Linked DNA regions of Mus musculus: region 2 is linked to region 1. The links are chromatin contacts, called in public Hi-C maps. All regions are on one chromosome and are shown on one strand. The core of a region is the stretch at or near the end of the contact, and the rest is flanking DNA. Distances in the headings are between cores, read along the strand shown.

What was found. Hi-C and Micro-C count contacts between places; a contact is called where the count stands out from the background.
Region 2: a Hi-C map of cerebellum shows a contact between it and region 1, with 2.8 times the contacts expected there. The contact joins two enhancer-like sites. A contact is called at or near these places in 2 of 484 Hi-C or Micro-C datasets (cerebellar granule neurons and cerebellum).

The regions. Positions count from the first base shown.
Region 1 is chr13:10,650,331-10,655,976 of GRCm38.p6, forward strand. It overlaps Gm26861 (a long non-coding RNA gene), which reads left to right. Exons shown (of 7, transcript XR_001780860.2): 5 at 2,261-2,324; 6 at 4,551-4,661. Among named protein-coding and RNA genes, the nearest start is that of Gm40666, 21 kb to the right of the region's middle. Within about 2 kb of position 3,916, at least 41 of the 459 cell types and tissues checked have an H3K27ac peak or open chromatin away from gene starts, as enhancers often do. A contact at or near this core is called in cerebellum, where this site is marked.
Region 2 is chr13:11,215,022-11,220,343 of GRCm38.p6, forward strand. No RefSeq gene overlaps it. Among named protein-coding and RNA genes, the nearest start is that of Gm40666, 540 kb to the left of the region's middle. Within about 2 kb of position 1,815, at least 2 of the 459 cell types and tissues checked have an H3K27ac peak or open chromatin away from gene starts, as enhancers often do. A contact at or near this core is called in cerebellum, where this site is marked.

The DNA.
Region 1 (5,646 bases), core at 2,666-5,165:
TTTTGGTGTTTTCTTTCAAGGAATGACAGGTCAACAAATTCTGGATTTATCTGTCCTGTTTTATTTTTCTGATAATGACTTTTGTTTCACTGACTCCTGAGTCAAGACTCTCTCTTGATAGCAACCTTCAGTGAGTGACTAAACTCTTGAGGCTGATAAGTATTGTTTTCTGAGTATCTCATTACTTTGTACAGTCACCTTGACTTCTCAGCTTCTTGATGCATGTTGTAGATCTATGACAGTACGGTCCATGTTCGGAACACCACGAGGCTTTCCTTGACTGGGTGCCACTGTGATATCTGTTAGGAAGGTACAGCTTGTGCAAATACCATTGTGAGCAAGAGTACAGCAAACACTTCTTTATTGAAAACTATAAGATAAAATTGTCATGTGGGACAACAGCTTCCAACAATAAAAGAGGATGATTGGCTATTTACAAATACATTGGACACACACACTTGTGTGTGTGTGTGTGTGTTTATATATGTTTACATGTGTGTATATGTATATTTGTATGTGTGTATGTGTGTGTGTGTGTGTTTATATATGTTTACATGTGTGTATATGTATATTTGTATGTGTGTATGTGTGTGTGTGTGTGTGTGTGTGTGTGTGTGTGTGTACATGTGCCGGTGCATGTGTGAAAGCCAGAGGGTGATATTTAACCCTGAGCTGTGAGAAAGGAACAGGTTAATATGTAACCAGCATCTTTGAAGTTTGTGAGCATGAAGTTTGACAGTATGGCTGTGAGGGAAATGAAACACAGAGAGGGCTAAAGTCTCTGAAAGCGACTTTGACTTAGAATTAGGAGATGCTGAATTGAAAGGACCTTCCTCAGCCTGCCCGGCTTCTATTTCCTTTGATTTGAGCTGTTAGTATCTTGATAGAACTACTTCAAAGAGTTTGTAAAAATTTAATGAAGTATGAGTGTCAAGATTTTCAATATCCAAACATGTAAGGGATGTAACAAATACAGACTTATTCGCTGTTATTATAGATAAAGTTATAATTTGCATAACTAAGATGTTAATATTAACATTATTTATAACCTATATTTATGTATATTTTGTGTGTATGTGTATGGCTGTATGGGTGTGTATATGTGGGTTTATATATGTTTACATGTGTGTATATTTGTATTTGTATGTGTGTCTGTGTATGTGTATATGCACATGTGCCTGTGCATGTGTGAAAGCCGGAGGGTAGATTTGTCTATTATTACTCAGATGCCATTCACTTTTTATTTCTTTATTTCCGTATTTACTTATTTGCTTATTTGTTTATTTGTTTATTTAATTTTTTTACAGATACAGTCCTCACCACCCTGGAACCCACAGATTTAACTTACCAGCGAGCCCCTGTATTCTCTTATTTCATCCCTGTGTTGGATTCACATTATAAACCTGACCCAAAGCAAAAAAAAAAAAAAAAAACAAAAAACAAAACAAAAATCCATGTCTTCTGGGGACCGAACTTATATCCCCATGCTTCTAAGGTTTGCTCTCTAACAACTTAGCTATCTCCCTGGACCCTATACCTATTTGTTTTGTCACTTACCCCTTCATACCCATCATTTACATCCTGACTTCACTCCACCTTCATTGGCTTCCTGAGTCCAATGGCAATGCATCAACTAATAAAATACGTTTTCAAATCATTGGTTTGGATTTAAAGGCAAAAGGAAATCTAGACAGAATGGTTTGACTAATTCATATGAGAGTACATTGATGTTGGTTGGCCTGTGTGGGATTTTTGGGGAGAGAGAGAGAGAGAGAGAAAGAGAGAGAGAGAGAGAGAGAGAGAGGGAGAGAGAGAGAGAGAGAGAGAGAGAGAGAGAGAGAGAGAGAGAGAGAGAGAGAGAGAGATTGAGATTGCTCACTTTCTAGCAAAAAAAAAAAAAAAAAAAAAAAAGAATGAGGGAGATTAAGCTAACGGGAAGAAGACTACCAAAGGAAGTAAAAATAAAAACAGTCTACTTCCTGATCTTTTCTCACAGATTCTTTAAATAAACATGGATCCTGAATTGACAACACAGGTTTTGCACTTTCCATATTTGTTACTCTTCCTATGATTTTGATTTGGTTAGATTAGTCCAGATAGTAGAAATGACCATAGTGCTATGAGGATAAGCTGAAATTTCCAAGGGGCCCTGAAATCCCACAATCTTTCTTCAGTAGATTTATTTTCACATCTTCCCATTAGCTAGTTATGAGTTCATGTGTCATCACACCAATACATTGCTCTGCCTTTCCTCTTTCAGTATATGTCCTACAGTGTTGAACAAAACACAAGAAGAAGATATTTGGGGCCATGAATAACTCAAGGTATTATTCCTCATATTTGTTTTTCATTTTACACAACACACTTTTTAATAATAATCATTTTCTTTTTTTTTTCTTCTGTCTCCTCTTGGACTTTTTAGCATCTGTCTGTCTATCTATCTATCTGTCTATCTATCTGTCTATCTATCTATCTATCTATCTATCTATCTATCTATCTATCTGTCTTTCATTGGTTATTTTATTTCTTTACATTTCAAATGTTATCTCCCTTGCCACTTTCCCCTCTGCAAACCCTCTATATCATGCCCCCTGCCCTGCTTCTATGAGGGTGGTCTCCCACCCACCCACCCACTCCCGCCTCACCTCCTTAGCATTCCTCTATGCTGGAACATTGAGCCTCCACAAGATCAAGAGCCTCCCTTCCCATTGGTGCCAGATAAGGCAATCCTCTGCTACACATGCGGCTGGAGCCATGAGTCCTTCCATGTGTAGTCTTTGGTTGGTGGTTTAGTCCCTGGGAGCTCTGGGGTGGTCTGGTTGGTTGATATTGTTGTTCTTCCTATGGGGTTGTAAACTCCTTCAGGTCCTTCAGTCCTTTTTCTAACTCCTCCATTGGGGACTCTTTGCTCAGTCCAAATGTGAGCATCCACGTTTGTATTAGTCAGGCTCTGGCAGAACCTTTCAGGGAACAGCTAAACCAGGCTCAATCTTTTTTATTTTTTTAACATAGAAAAAAAGGTTCCTGAGATTAATGTATGCTCAAGCTGAGAAACTAAGGAAGGGGTCCACGAACCCCAGGACTCTCAGAGCACATGCTGTCATGTGTAAGGTGGAAGGCGAGAAAAAAAGCTTGGATGTGCCTCACCACGGAGTCCCTGGAGCCAAGAGCTCTGGAGCCCCAGCAAAGTCCCCGACAATTTCATTAGCCAGTCTGTGTGCCTGCCCAGGAAGATGGGATGGCACTGTGCCATAGCATCTGCGCTCATTTTCCACTGAGTCACTCTGATCTCTCCTAATCTCACCCACCCTTCCCTGAGTCCCTCATTTCAAAATCTGTGGCATGCTAAGAGCACTCCTTGAGAGAAATAAATAGGGATCTGCAAACTAAAAATAATAGATAATATGGTATGCTAATTGTCAACCTACTCGAGCTCCATGGGCCATGCTCTACAGCTTTTAAATATATGTGTGTGTCTATATATAATTTTTCTTTTCCACCATCTGTTCATGTCCACTGAGAGCGTGTCCCCCGGGATGCTCTGCAAACCCTCCCCTGCCAGTTCTGACATTCTTTCTGAGCCTTTGGCTCCCTAAGCTCCTTTTTGTTGTTGTTCCTCTCCAATGCCCTGCTCCAGCTACGTTTCATGGACTAACATCTCCAACCTCCTCAGGATACAGCAGAGATGGCTAGGGTTTTTAGGATTTGCCATCAGCTTAATCTGATAGCTAAGCCAACAAGAGCTGGCTGTGTTGTTGAAAAGAGGATTATTGGGCAGAAAATAAAGCAAAGCATGAGAGAAGAGGTAAGAATAAAATCCCAAACAGAATGTTAAAGTCAGAGGTGAAATTGCATTAGCCATGGAAGGAGAAGGGAAACATGAGCTGGCTGGCGAACTGTTCTTCTGGAAAACTGCCCATGTCCTCATCCCACAGGCTCACAGGGGGGCCGCTTCTTCCTCCATCAGCCTCCTGGTGCTTATATCTATTATAACATTAATCACACTGACATGTTCTTGGAGTTGAAGGACTCTTTTAGCTCTCTCTCTCTCTCTCTCTCTCTCTCTCTCTCTCTCTCTCACACACACACACACACACACAAACACACACACACACACAAACACATAAACACACACAACTCATACCCTTGGAAGTATCCAAAGAAAATTTTCCCAGTTTGCCATTGATGTCCCAGGGAAAGTTGTATTCAAGGGAGTATACTACCTTTAAAAAAATATAGACATTGAAATAAATAATCATGGCAGGAAGCCATTTGAATATGTTTCTGCTGATTTCATAGAATAACCTCAACTGGGTAATTTAGGATAATCAGACTTTTAATAGCTCATGGTTATTGAGTTTGGGAGGTCCATGATCAGGGGACTAGTTTTTAGTGAGGTTATTCTTGTTATATAATACTATTGTAGAAGATGGAAGGAAAATATGAGGTGGAGAGACATGGAAAGAGGAAGGAATGGAGGGAATGAAGGAGGGAAGAAAGGGGAGAGAGTATTCACAGAATTCATTTCTTCATCTTCTCCACTCTTGCAGGACCCAGCCAGATCTCAACAGTGGCACCTGCCCAACCTGCCATTGTGCAAGTTTCTGCCACATACTTTGAGAAGACACCTTCAAAGCTTAACAGGAGACCCTTTCATCCTTGTATGTATAATAAGAAAATATATTATGGTATAGTGCTTCATCTCTGATTTGGGGTTTCACTGTGGATGCTAACTCAATAATCATGAATTTAAAATGCTGTCACAGAGAGTCCTGGCTGAAGGGAGGGTCACAGAGAGTCCTGGCTGAAGTTGGAGTTACAGAGAATCCTGGCTGAAGGGACAAAGCTCAGAGAATACATTTAACATCCCCTAGGTACCCAATATATCCATGAATTTGTATGTGACACAAAAACCTAGACAGGGATAGGCACATATTTTCTTTCTTGCCTCTTCAACAACAACCCTAAAGTAATTGGACCAAAGTGTGACCTTGCTTTGATTGCTTTCTCATTTGGGGTTCATATCTGAGCTCTCAAGCTTTCTAATTTACGTAATTGGAATGAACTTATGGGGCAAGTATTTTATGAAAGTACTCTGCGTAAGATCTTAAATTATTGGAAATAATTTACCTCATGAAAGATAATATTTCTAGTAATGTACAAAACCTAGAAAAATTCTAAAAATCACCAAAGAGATACAAAACAAAGTAAGACTACTCAAAAAGTGAGGGTGTCTACTTGCTGTTGAAGGTATTTTATCTGTATTAATGTCTGCCACATAGTAAAACACATGGCTATGTATGAAAGGTATGTTTCTTAACTATTGCCTTGTAGAAATTATCATTGTGTTGGAGGCATAAACACGTCTGTGCTAGTTAACTCACAGCGTGTGTCATGAGCTTAGGTGTGGTGTACTTGTGTTCTCTCATTGAGGGTCTTTCAAAAGGTTGTGGATGGTATTGACTACTAATACAGTTATAGGCGTCAATCTAAATGACTGAAAAGTGAAGGATCTGCTTTCCAGACACTCATGTTTATTGGTAGAATTTCATCTTTTCAATGAAAATTTTCATTTTTTGCACTGACAGTTTTCTTGAGTCCATTTCATTTTCTTGTCTCATAAACCTCCAAGAAAACCATTAGAGG
Region 2 (5,322 bases), core at 565-3,064, 560 kb after region 1:
ATGGAAGCAGCTCAAACCCATGACAAAGCTGAAGCACCTCAGAAGGAAGCTCGACAGAAGAGCAGGCTCAATAAAGGAATGTAAGAAGGAACAAGTAGTAGTATCCAAAGAGGTAAAATATATGTATTTATAACCTAAAGACAGATATAAAATCACCATGTTTGTCATTATTTGAGATCATTAGTGACTTGTAAGGGATTTCTGGGTAGTGGTAAAATCCTACTGAGAGCTGACCAAATGATGTGTGTGTGTGTGTGTGTGTGTGCATATGCGTGCATTCTCAAGTATGTGTGGACTTGAGAACAAGAGTTCACGTTTATTTGGAGGTAAGAGGTGGACATTCGGTGACTTCTTCAAGTATTGCTACTGGCTCAACTGGCTGGTCAGCAAGCTCTAGGGATCCTGTTGACCCAGCACTGGGGTTATACACATAAATGTCACCATATCAGGCCTTTATGTGGATGCTGGAGATCAGACTCAGGGCTCCACATTTACATTCAAGAACTCACTGACAGCCATCATACTGGTCCCTGATACCCTCATTATAAATGTGAATGAATGAATGAATGTATAGTGAATCCTACATATTACCTCCAGGATCCTATTGTAGTTTGAATCTGTAATATCCTTCACGGACTTGTGTTTTGAATGTGACCTCCAAAAATTTTGAAGGCCATGGAGAATTTATAAGGTAGGGTCTTGAAAATGGATCTAGGTCACTGGGTTATAACCACCCCTAATCCTGGCCACAGTCTCTGCTTCCTGTCTACCATCATGTGACCAGCTACTGTCTGATGCTTCTGCTGCCACAGAGAGCTGTTCTAATTTGCCTTTGCTGCCATGATGGAGTGTAATACTCTGTACCCCAAAGTGAATAAATCTTTCTCTCCTTCCTTAAATTGTTTCCATTGGGTATTCGGTCACAGTTGTGGGAACGGAAAAGGATTCAAATCAAGAAAGCAACCCTGAACAGTTTGGCTTCATAGTTCCCAAGGCTCTCACCAGTCATTTCGACCTCTGCATGGCTTTCTAGTAAGACATTCGGTGCTGCTGATTTCATCATGCCTCTATTTTGGGGTCTCAAAGGCAAAGAGAGATGTAGGAGCATGTGACAGAGCACCTATTAAGAAACAATTTGAGGGAGGGAGTGTTTGTTTCAGCTCCAGCTGGAGGAGACAATCCATCACAGCTAAGCATGGCAGCAGGAACGGGAAGCAGCTACCACACTGCATATGCAGTCAGGAAGCAGAGAACAAACAGGAAATATTTGGGGACTAAAAACCCTCAAGATCTGCTCCCAGTGACCCAATTCCTCCAGAAGGTTCCATCCCTGAGGGTTCCACACTGTTCTCAAACAGTGCCACCCTCTGGGGACCTCCTGTTCAAGTACATAAGCCTGTGGGGGACATTATTTTTTCACATTCAAGAGACATTGTGGATGCCCTGACATTTCCTCAAAATAATTGTCATCATGATTTAAGAGAAAGAACCACAGAAGAATCTTAAATTACCATTGCCCTGCCCTGTTCTCCTAACAGGAAGAACTGCTCATTGTCTCCACCTGGTTTTCAAATAGAAAAGCTCTATTTAAATCCATGTGGGATCAGTCTTTAGTCAAAATATGGTTCAGTTTCCTACGCAATTGCAATCATCGTGTTACATTAAATCAATTAACTTTGTTATGTCAATTTTAAGGTAAGACGGCTTCAGGCAGAACAATTTCATTTCTTGGGAATTAAGCAAAGGAGAGGAAGGTGCCAGAGCAGCATCTGTGTCTTCTGTCAGGCACATTTTAATGATGTGAAAATTTGAAGGGTTTCTTGAGAGCAAAGCTTGCCAAAATCACCAGATGACACTATGGCCTTCATCACGGCCTGTGCCAATAGCTTACCAGGAGGAATAATTGCTCTGCCAAATGAGTGACATGGACTAGAAGGTGTGTTCCTTTTCTGTGTTAAGAATAAAAATACAGGCAAGCAACAGCATTTATCAGAAAATGTTACTTCTCTGGTAAAGAATGCACCCACAGAGCTGGGGAGACCACTGACTCTAAGGGGCTTGAGGGTGTAACACCTGGTGATCCCCTCTTTCTTTTTTCTCTTGGTTTAAAGGTGCCTCTGCACTCCTACATCAGTGGCTGAGTCTCTGTCTTTGTCTCTGTCTATAAGAAATAGTGGAATTGTTGATTGGCTAGAGTAAGAGTGGGCACCCCAGCCTCTTCTTTGTCATGTAACAGGTACAGAGGCCATTCTCATGTGAGAGAAAGTGTGCTGTATCTCACAAAAAAAGGTACTGCTGTGGACAAAATGTCATGAAAGAGGAATGAAAAAGAAACTCACTGCCTATTGCTAGGAGGAAACTGTCATAAAAATCACCAACCTTAGTTTCTCCTATTTTGTTTTCTACCATCCAACCAGTTTGTACTACTGCTGGAAGTCATCCCCAGTGAGAAGGCTTGCTTTTCAAATAAATGGTGAGGGCCATTTTTCTCTACAGAGAACCAGGACAGTCCAGGGATAACATGTTAGAAACACTCTGTTAAAATCATTAATTCACTTTAAGGATTAATTCAGTCTTTAGGGTGGAGTGTTGATTTTCCAGCTTTTAAAACTCCCACTTCTAAATACCATGAAAGTGGAGATCCAGTTTCCTACATGGGAAACTTTAGGGGTGCTTTCATACCACAGAAGACCCCTCACTTTGTTCCCAGTCCTTTCTATACAAATTATGCCTCCAGGATTCCTCAGTTCTAGTGAGACCTAGACACTCCAGGCTGCATGAAATGGTTCTCAAAATAAATTACAAGCATGTATCTGTCTCTGTGAGTGTGTGTTTCCTCTTAATCCTATGTCCCTAGGGAGCCCTAAAACTAATTTTAAAAATGGAAGGAAGTATATTCACATGTTCCAGGGATTATGATGTGCCCATTTTTGAGGGTCTATCATCCTATAGCAGGTCATAGGACAGAGTATACAAGAAGTGGCCTGTGCTTGCATCATTGTAATCAGTTCACGGTGTGACTGCTCCCTCTGAATTGAAGCATTGCATTCTGGAAGGAGAACAGAGAATTACCCACTGTTCAGGAAACTAATAACACTTAAGGGACAGGAAATTAATGAAATTTACAAGATTCATAAGGCTCCCTCTTGAGGTCACACCAGCAGTATACAACAGGTGATACAGGAGAGACTTTTCAGTGGACCTGCCTATAAATTGTTGGGAACATCAATCATACAGGTTCCCTGAGTCATCACCCAAGCTGTATTGGGCAGTGAAACCTGAATCACACATGTGCTGTAAATAAACACCAAATACTCCTGGGTTGACCAAGTTATCTATGGATGGAACTATTTCGTTGGCCAGCCATTTATTGGAGCTGAATAGATGTGTTCTTTCTCCTCAGAAAAAGCCATACAACACACTGAAACAGAATGAGAGTCAGGTGTGATTGTTTTCTATGCTCCTGTCTTAGAGTTTTACTGCTGTGAAGTGACACCATGACCAAGGCAACATTTAATTGGGCTGGCTTACAGGTTTAGTGGTTCAGTTCATTATCATCAAGGTGCGAACATGGCAACATCCAGGCAGGTATGATACAGGAGGAGCTGAGAGTTCTACATGCTCATTTGAAGGCTACTAGTAGAAGACTGACTTCCAGGCAGCTAGGATGAGGGTCTTAAAGCCCACACCCACAGTGACACACCTACTCCAACAAGGCCACACCTCCTACTAGTGCCACTCTCTGGCCAAAGCACATATAAGCCACCACAGTGTTCATTCTTCCTGTATATCCCACTTCACACCACAGAAAATCGCAGCCCATGGGAAGTCCCTGGGTTTCTCAAAATCCAGCATCTAGATACAGTGGGAGTAAAGAAACACAGACCTGAGTCTGGTGGCAGTTGCTCTCCTTCTTCCTGCCTGATGGACAGGACTGCAGCTGGCACGGATCCTCTTTGTGGTTGAGAAGAGCATAGTCAGTTATTTTGCTCTATAAAATGCTAGGTTACTGCAGGTGTGTTCATTATTTCCACAGCAAAAAATATAGTACTAACAAATAAGTGTCAAATCTCTTTCATGCCAATAGACAAAACTAAAGGCTGGGTACGAGAGAAAAGTGAGTGAAGGCTGGAGGAAAAGGTAAGCATCACTTTCTGCCCAGTAACTGTACCGAGGACCAATCCCAGCTCTGCCACACTAGGGTAGTAACTTCTGAAACCCAGCATCAAATTGGTTATTTTCAAATGCTTAGCTATTTGGAGAGCAAAGGAATTTACAGGAGAAAGAGCACAAGCCTCCACTCGGGATACGCTCTGCTGATCTGCGTTTCCATTTACAGAAATGAAAATTCTAAATTGGGCTCCAGCTGCATTTGGAATTTCATCTTCAAATTAAACGGCTCTGCTGCCTCATGGAATTGTAGTTAATATATGGTGATTTCTGGGGGTAAGCTTGACTCCCTGGCACACTGGAGTGGAGCTAATGAAGTAAAACGATTGTGGCGCACATTGAGTGGATTAGGCTGGGTAAGGCTGCCATGAGAGATGACGTCCTCCCTTTGGCTCTGTTAAGGCTGGAGAGTGTGACCATGATGCCTTGGAATGGCTATGGATAGGAAGTCCTTCAGGAGAGTGTTGGTTTGCTGCATTTTGGAAAATGCGAAAGAACTAAATGGTTTTAATGGAAAGTAGAGTCTAAGATGTCCTTGATTGGGTGTGTTCTGGGTTGGCTTGTGCTTCTTCCTATGTGAAGAGTTTGAGTGCAGGCAAGAAAACTTAGTGGGTAAGGGCATTTAGTGGCAAAATTGATGGCCTGACTTGGATCCTGGGGATCCACATGATAGAAGAAGAGATTGTATTCCTTCAAGTGGTTTTTTTGACCTCACACAAGTACCATGTATACACACACACACAACACACACACACACACACACACACACACACACTCATAAATAAGTAAACAAATAATAAATAAATGTAATTTTTATAAGAGTGTCAGGCTAATGAAAAATCAGTTGCACAGACCTATGAGCCATGACAAGAAAAGTTTGCAAGACCAAGGGGCCTCTCTTCCCACTGATGGCTGACTAGGTCATCTTCTGTTACATATGCAGCTAGAGACACAAGCTCTGTGGGTACTGGTTAGTTCATATTGTTGTTCCACCTATAGGGTTGCAGACCCCTTTAGCTCCTTGGGTACTTTCTCTAGCTCCTCCATTGGGGGCCCTGTGTTCCTTCCAATAGCTGACTGTGGGCATCTACTTCTGTGTTTGCCAGGCACTGGCATAGCCAATTTGAGGCTAAAATTCTATGACCAAGTATA